2 separate regions of the Rattus norvegicus genome follow, and region 1 is linked to region 2. Evidence: chromatin contacts called from public Hi-C data. All regions are on one chromosome and are shown on one strand. The core of a region is the stretch at or near the end of the contact, and the rest is flanking DNA. Distances in the headings are between cores, read along the strand shown.

The links. Hi-C and Micro-C count contacts between places; a contact is called where the count stands out from the background.
Region 1: a contact with region 2 is called in a Hi-C map of Schwann cells, with 9 times the contacts expected there. The contact joins two enhancer-like sites. A contact is called at or near these places in 11 of 12 Hi-C or Micro-C datasets (the A7r5 cell line, the Rat2 cell line, Schwann cells and 7 more) and 1 of 1 datasets of contacts at active chromatin or transcription factors (oligodendrocytes).

What each region holds. Positions count from the first base shown.
Region 1 is chr1:262,214,162-262,217,505 of GRCr8, forward strand. All of the region lies in intron 1 of Add3 (adducin 3), which reads left to right. Among named protein-coding and RNA genes, the nearest start is that of Add3, 63 kb to the left of the region's middle. Within about 2 kb of position 1,865, at least 23 of the 93 cell types and tissues checked have an H3K27ac peak or open chromatin away from gene starts, as enhancers often do. A contact at or near this core is called in Schwann cells, where this site is marked.
Region 2 is chr1:262,022,284-262,025,308 of GRCr8, forward strand. Xpnpep1 (X-prolyl aminopeptidase 1) reads right to left here. Exons shown (of 21, transcript NM_001398660.1): 9 at 1,130-1,211. Among named protein-coding and RNA genes, the nearest start is that of Xpnpep1, 33 kb to the right of the region's middle. Within about 2 kb of position 1,753, at least 29 of the 93 cell types and tissues checked have an H3K27ac peak or open chromatin away from gene starts, as enhancers often do. A contact at or near this core is called in Schwann cells, where this site is marked.

The DNA.
Region 1 (3,344 bases), core at 615-3,114, 190 kb after region 2:
ACTTAAATTACTAAGCCATGAAGATGGCTTTTTCTTTGACAATAGCGTACTTGATGTGGACTGTAAGTCCAGCTAAATAGACACTCTAGAACTATGCTGTGAGTCCAGTCTTTGTGAGCCACAGAAAGACAAGAGTGCTGCTTCGGGCCTGAATTTAAAGATAGCTAGCAATAGAAGTGAATCCTTCAGACGTGTGAGTGGCACAAAACCAATACTTAAAGTTTACTCTCTACTGAATTACCATGAAAACAGGCTCAGTTTCAAAAATATTATAAGTTGCTTTAAATTTTTATGAAAACAAAACCTCCAATTTTTCCTGTTTTTTTTTTTTTTTTTCCGGAGCTGGGGACCGAACCCAGGGCCTTGAGCTTGCTAGGCAAGTGCTCTACCACTGAGCTAAATCCCCAACCCAATTTTTCCTGTTTTTAACACTGAATGCATGCTTATTAATTTCTTTGAAGTGGAATGTAAGGTATTACATGACTTTTTCAAAGACTATTTATTGCCCACTAGTTTCAAAAATTAGTATCTTAAGCCTTAGTATCTTAAAACCTTTATGGAATTTAAAAAAAGTATTATTCATATTTCATAACTTTCTTATATCAGTGGAATATATATGCATGTGATCTGTAATCCACATTCTGTGTATCTTCACAATGTAAAAATAGAGTAAGATTAAGTAGAGGGATTTGGGTAAGGTAGGCTCTCTCTCTCCAGACTTGTTTATTAAGAGAAATGATAGGTTAAAACAAAACAGGAACACCTCATACTCTTTTAAACTTTGACACTCACTCTAACTAGGGAGTAATCGGAAAGACAGCATTTCTTATAGGAATTACTATTATTCATATGTTAGTGTTTGTTTCTCAATGTCTTTATAGATTCTTCATTTTCTAAAGTCAACATTTCTGTTGCTGTTTTTTAAACAGACTTCCATGAATTAAATGATGAAGTTGGTTTAATGATATCTCTTCCCTATGAGTTTGATATTGGACTTCTAAAATCCTCTTTGATTTTCCTATTTTTATTAAAAATAAACAGCTTGGAAATTTGGGCTGCCTCTGTCCTCACTGTTTCTTCCCTATCTGTGTGTGCCAGGACAGACAGTCATCTGGAAGGTGAATGGCACAGGTCAGAAAGCACCAAGACACACCCACGCGCGCGCACACACACACACACACACACACACACACACACGCATGCACACACGCGCTCATGTTTCCCACTCTTATCAGCTACTCTGCTTTCCAAACTAAGTTCCATTTCTGTGTCAGACAGAACCAGCAGATCTATACAGCAGCTCATGTCTGACACCGTCCTAGGTAAAATAATGGAGCATGTGTAATCTAGGTACCAAGATCTAGAAAAGTCCTTTTTAAAGTTAAATATTATAATTCTTGCCTAGATTCCACTTTGTGGATTGTTGGATTTTGCAAATAACCAGGAATGTTTGTTTGTTACTGATCTGATAAGAATTCCCAAGTGACAAACTGTTCGTTTCACTCTTCTGGTGTCCAGATAAAGATTTTGAAGATAACCAGTCCATGAAAATATATATCTTACTAAAGAGTTCACATTTAAGATGGGAACCTTGATTTGAGTCTAGCATAGCAGAGAGGTTGAAAAGTTTTGCCAAAAGATCTTAACAACTTTAACTTTAAGTCTATCTAAAATGACTCAAACTTTGGAAATATGAGGTGAAGAGAATTCTAGTTCTAGAGCCAAAAACAAGAGTGTGTGTGGCCTTGGATAAGTAATATTTTGTCTCCACTCGTTTCCTGTTGGTAGTTTGAATGAGAATGGCCCCTGGAGACTCATAAATCTGAACGTTTAGTCGTCATAGTCCCTGTCTGTCCCATGTCCCACTGCCCCACAACCATTGGTAGGACTGTTTGAGAAGATTACGAGATGTAACCTCATTGGAGGAGGTGTGTCACCAGGGCGGACTTTGAGGTTTAATAAGCCATCGCTATTCCAGTTGCCCAACTCTCTGCCTGATACTTGACAGATCAGAGCTCCTGCTCCAGCACCGCCCTGCTCACCTGCTGCCATGCCCCCCCACCCCCAGCTGCTCACGTCCTCGTTTCTTCACACGGCAGTAAGACACTTCCTTTTCAATAAACTGAGGTAACAATACTACATCTCAGGGGTATTATCTAATTCAATGGTTAAAACTTGCTCCATCCTTAAATAGTCATAGCACAGGAGTTCAAGAAATGTTGAATATTTTGAAAACATTCCCCTCTTGCCACATTTTTATTCCAGTGTGATTTGGTGAAAACACAAGAATAAAATAATGCAAAGTGGCTGAACAAAGAATGAATTCAGGTAAACAAACCCTTAAGAAGAGGGCAGGTTCTCAACAAAAGGCGATTAGAAAGAGCCCAGTTCTGTGACCAATGAATATGAGGGACTTACCACACCTGCCATAGGCAGAACACAGGACAAGGTACTTTTCGCAAAGGGTAGTAATGGGTAGAAGTCCTCAGAGAGAAGCAATGGGAGGGTTCTGCATTTGAGTATTTGAAATTGCCCAGTAGAAAAATAAAGGGATTTAGATCACCCAGGAATGACTAGAGGTCTTCAAAATTAGTAACTCAGCAAGGCTTTTGTCTGTTTCTTAATTAAGTAAAGTCAGGGGCTTGGGGATTTAGCTCAGTGGTAAAGAGCTTGCCTAGCAAGCTCAAGGCCCTGGATTCGGTCCTCAACTCCGGAAAAAAAAAAAAAAAAGTCAGATATCAGGGTGGAATCCAGTAGCTACATGGACTTGACACTCAGCAGCACTAAGCCAGCTTCTTCCAGGATCTCATAACCTGAAGGGACCAATCCCAGCAATGCCAGCATGCTGCTAAACCTGGAGATCTGGTGTACATAGTTTCTCTTGTAGAGAAAAGGGCAAAAATGCACGCATACAGAGCAAGAATGTCAACTAACTGTGGCCACTGAAGTCCACCCTTGCTTAAGTGAAAAGGGCATTTCATCAAAGTACTATTTTATGATTTGCTAGCTGCCTAACATGTCCGCTGTGCAAGAAGTGAGCCCCGCTGCAGCTCGTGTTTGTGATTGGAATTCTTGCTGAATCATCCTTCTGGGGTTTTACAAAGACCATTTCTGTTCACAGTCCAACATGATAACATTTCTTGCTTCATATTTCCTCAGAAACTTTTCAGTCTTCCATACTTAGCAAAGGTTACAGCATTGTGAAAAACACACTGTCTTGTCCTTGTGTCAGATGTTTTGTTTGAATTACTACTCTGTTTTTCATTGGTTCTGCAAAGCTTAACTCTGCAGAAGTGTGTTTTCCGCACTGTTATGATAGTAAAATGTTTCCTAAATAGGTATTA
Region 2 (3,025 bases), core at 503-3,002:
GCCTGTTTCTGCCTTCTGAGAACTGGAATTAAAGATGTGTACAGACACACCTGGCCCCTGCCGTAGTTAAGTTTTAACTGTCAACTTGACACAGCCTACCATTGTCTGAGAAGTGCAAATGAGCTGAGGACAGGCCAAAATGATTGGCTACTGGGTAAATCTCTGAGAGATTGTCTTGGTTCAGTTGATACAGGAGGGCCCAGCCCTCTGCCTGTGGCACCATTCCTTAGGCATGCGCCCACTGCAGGTGGCACCATTCCCTAGGCAGGTGATTCTGTGCTATATAAGAAAGCCAGCTATGGCTCAGTGGTTAAGAGCATCAACTGTTCTTCCAGAAGTCCTGAGTTCAATTCCCAGCAACCACATGGTGGCTCACAACCATCTGTAACAATGCCCTCTTCTAGTGTGTCTGAAGAAAGCGACAGTGTACTCATATAAATGAATAAATCTTTAAAAAAAAAAAAAGAAAAGAAAAGAAAAGAAAAAAGAAAGAGAGAAAGCCAGCTAAACAAGGCCCTGCTTCAAGCTCCTGTTTGAGTTCCTGCCCTGGTTCCCCTCAATGGTGGACTGTGGCATGAAGTGTAAGTCAAGGTCATCCTTTCCTCCCCTAAGTTATTTCCAATCAGAGTGTTCTATCACAAGAGCAAAGAACTATAATCCCATTCAACAGAAAGACAATGACGTTAGCCTGAAAGTAATGTCTGAAGTGGTAAAACTGGCAAGACAGCAGACCATAGACCATGATTCCCCATATTGCTGCTGACCTTTAAGACGCCTGGGGTCCAGAACCATACAGCTAAGCCTATGCTGCTCCCTCCGCACTGCCTTCTGGGAAACCTGAAACCTGTGTGGCCTGGGCCAGATCACACAGCAGGAACCTCATGAAGAACCTCACAGCATCTGTGCTCTGATAGTCTCACACACTTATTTCTCAGTCTTGTGTTACTATAAATAATTTTGTAGATTTCAAGACATTTAGAGGTTTAGAGGGAAGGCAGGATTAAAGCAAACACCTGTTAGGACAGGCAAGGACAAGCGGATGAAGGAGGAGTTCTAAAGTGAGAAAGCAAGCATAGCAACGGTGGGGTGAGGGCCAGGAGGGGGTATCTGGGTGGGAGAGAGCACTTACATGATCCTCTCTAGTCCTATGATTGCGTAGGAGAAAAACACCGGGTTGTGCTCCACATCTGACCCTCGGAGATTGAACAGCCCTAAAAAGGAAAGCAATTTCTTTAAAATGGTTCCTTTCAATGCCTGGCTCCAGGGTCAGGCTTTACAGGTAGCTTTTGGGGAGGGAGGAGTTTCTGCTTAGAATTCAGCTCCTATCAAAGGATTCCACATCTCTCAGGGTTCCACGACTGAGCTGCAGATGCTGGTGTCGGCCACCTGATGGCGCCAGAACTGTTTCCTAGTTGGCCATGTTGCAAGCCTGAGGAGGGAGTAGGATCAAAAAGTCATAACCAGTGTCCCCCAAAGAGCTGAAACTGGTAACTGACTGTGGGAATCTGCCAAGCTCAGCGCTGCTGCAAACAGACTCTGACCCCCTCAAATATAAGGGGGACACATGCAATCTCTCTATTCCAAGGCAAACGACCTAGGACAGAAAGTCTGAAGTGGAGGTGGTGACATAGAGACCCCACTGAGCTCCACCTACACAGAGCTCTCCTCAGAGCCGGAAGTCGTGAGTCAGGAGGCTGTGGCTCAGCCACAGTGGGCTGTTACTGGGCTGGGTGGAGGACCTGCCCTGAGCCAGGGGCTGGAGTCTGATGAGGTCACCGAACACTTGAGAAGCCTAACAGACAAGCAGACAGTGCAGCTCTGGGCCTGGCTGCCGCTCCAATGCTTGCTCTCAAAGATAAGGGAGCGAAAAGGCCAAGTACAAAAAGCAGCCGCCCCCTCTATGTTAAAATAATGGCTTCTCAAAGAAAGTAGAAAGGTTTAACCTCATACTGACTCTTGAGTGTTTTATTTTTTGGAGACAAGGTCTCATTGTGTAGCCGTAGACAGCCTGGAACCTGCTAGGTGGTCCAGGCTGGCCTCGAACTCAGATTCACATGCCTCTGCCTCCCAAGTGCTGGGTTAGAGGCCTGCCTCCCATCGGGCTTTACTACCTCCTTCTGAAATGAAGGGACTTGGGGCTGCTGACGTGTGACAGAATGGATGTGTCAGAAGTCCCACCACACGCTCACCCTCACACTCACAAGAGTACCCACAAAATCAACCAGAAATAGGAAGGCAAAATGACCAGAAACTGAGATATGTGAGTATGAGCCATGCTCCGGACGAGAGAACCACAGTAACTTATGGAGAAGCTGGAGATAGCGCAAAGGCCTCCAAATGGAAGCTGTCAGGCAGACCTTAGCACCACCATTTGAGGGGATTCTTAATGCTTAAATTGCGTTTATATTTGTTCCCAGCACACTGACACGTCTAGAACACCAGGCTGAATGACAGATACACAGAAATGTCAACAATGGCTGTCACTAGGGAAAAGGCTTGTGAGTGAATCTTATTTTTCTTCTACTTCCTCTGCACTTCAGAGGGTCTCCAAAATAGGGACATATTTGTTTTATTTTCAAAGAGAGAAAGCACTTTTGTGTGTTTTTCCCTCTGAGGCAGGGTTAATTCGAGACAACAATCACAGACATCTGACAAAGTCTGGGGACGGAAGAGGCGGGACATCCCCAGTGGGCTTTCTTCCTCCAGTGGAGAGATAAAATGCACAAAAGCCTCTTCCAAGCCTCCCTGAATCAAATCCAGTCAGAGCAGGACAGGAGAGAGCATTTCACTCAGGCTCCTTCAAACTCTGGGAGAGGACAGGTTTTGAACAGCAGGGGTAGTGGAAAGTCAGAAGATTAAGGGGCAGGACCTAGAGAAGACCTTCCTGTTAAGTTTTCTGAGGTAAAAACTTGACTAGAATACTCTCTCGGTGAAGATCTTAGAAACTATTTAAGTATAAAGAGAGAGCAACACAAAAAAAAAATATTTAGAATATTCTTCCTCAGAGAAGTCAGTCCTTCAGACT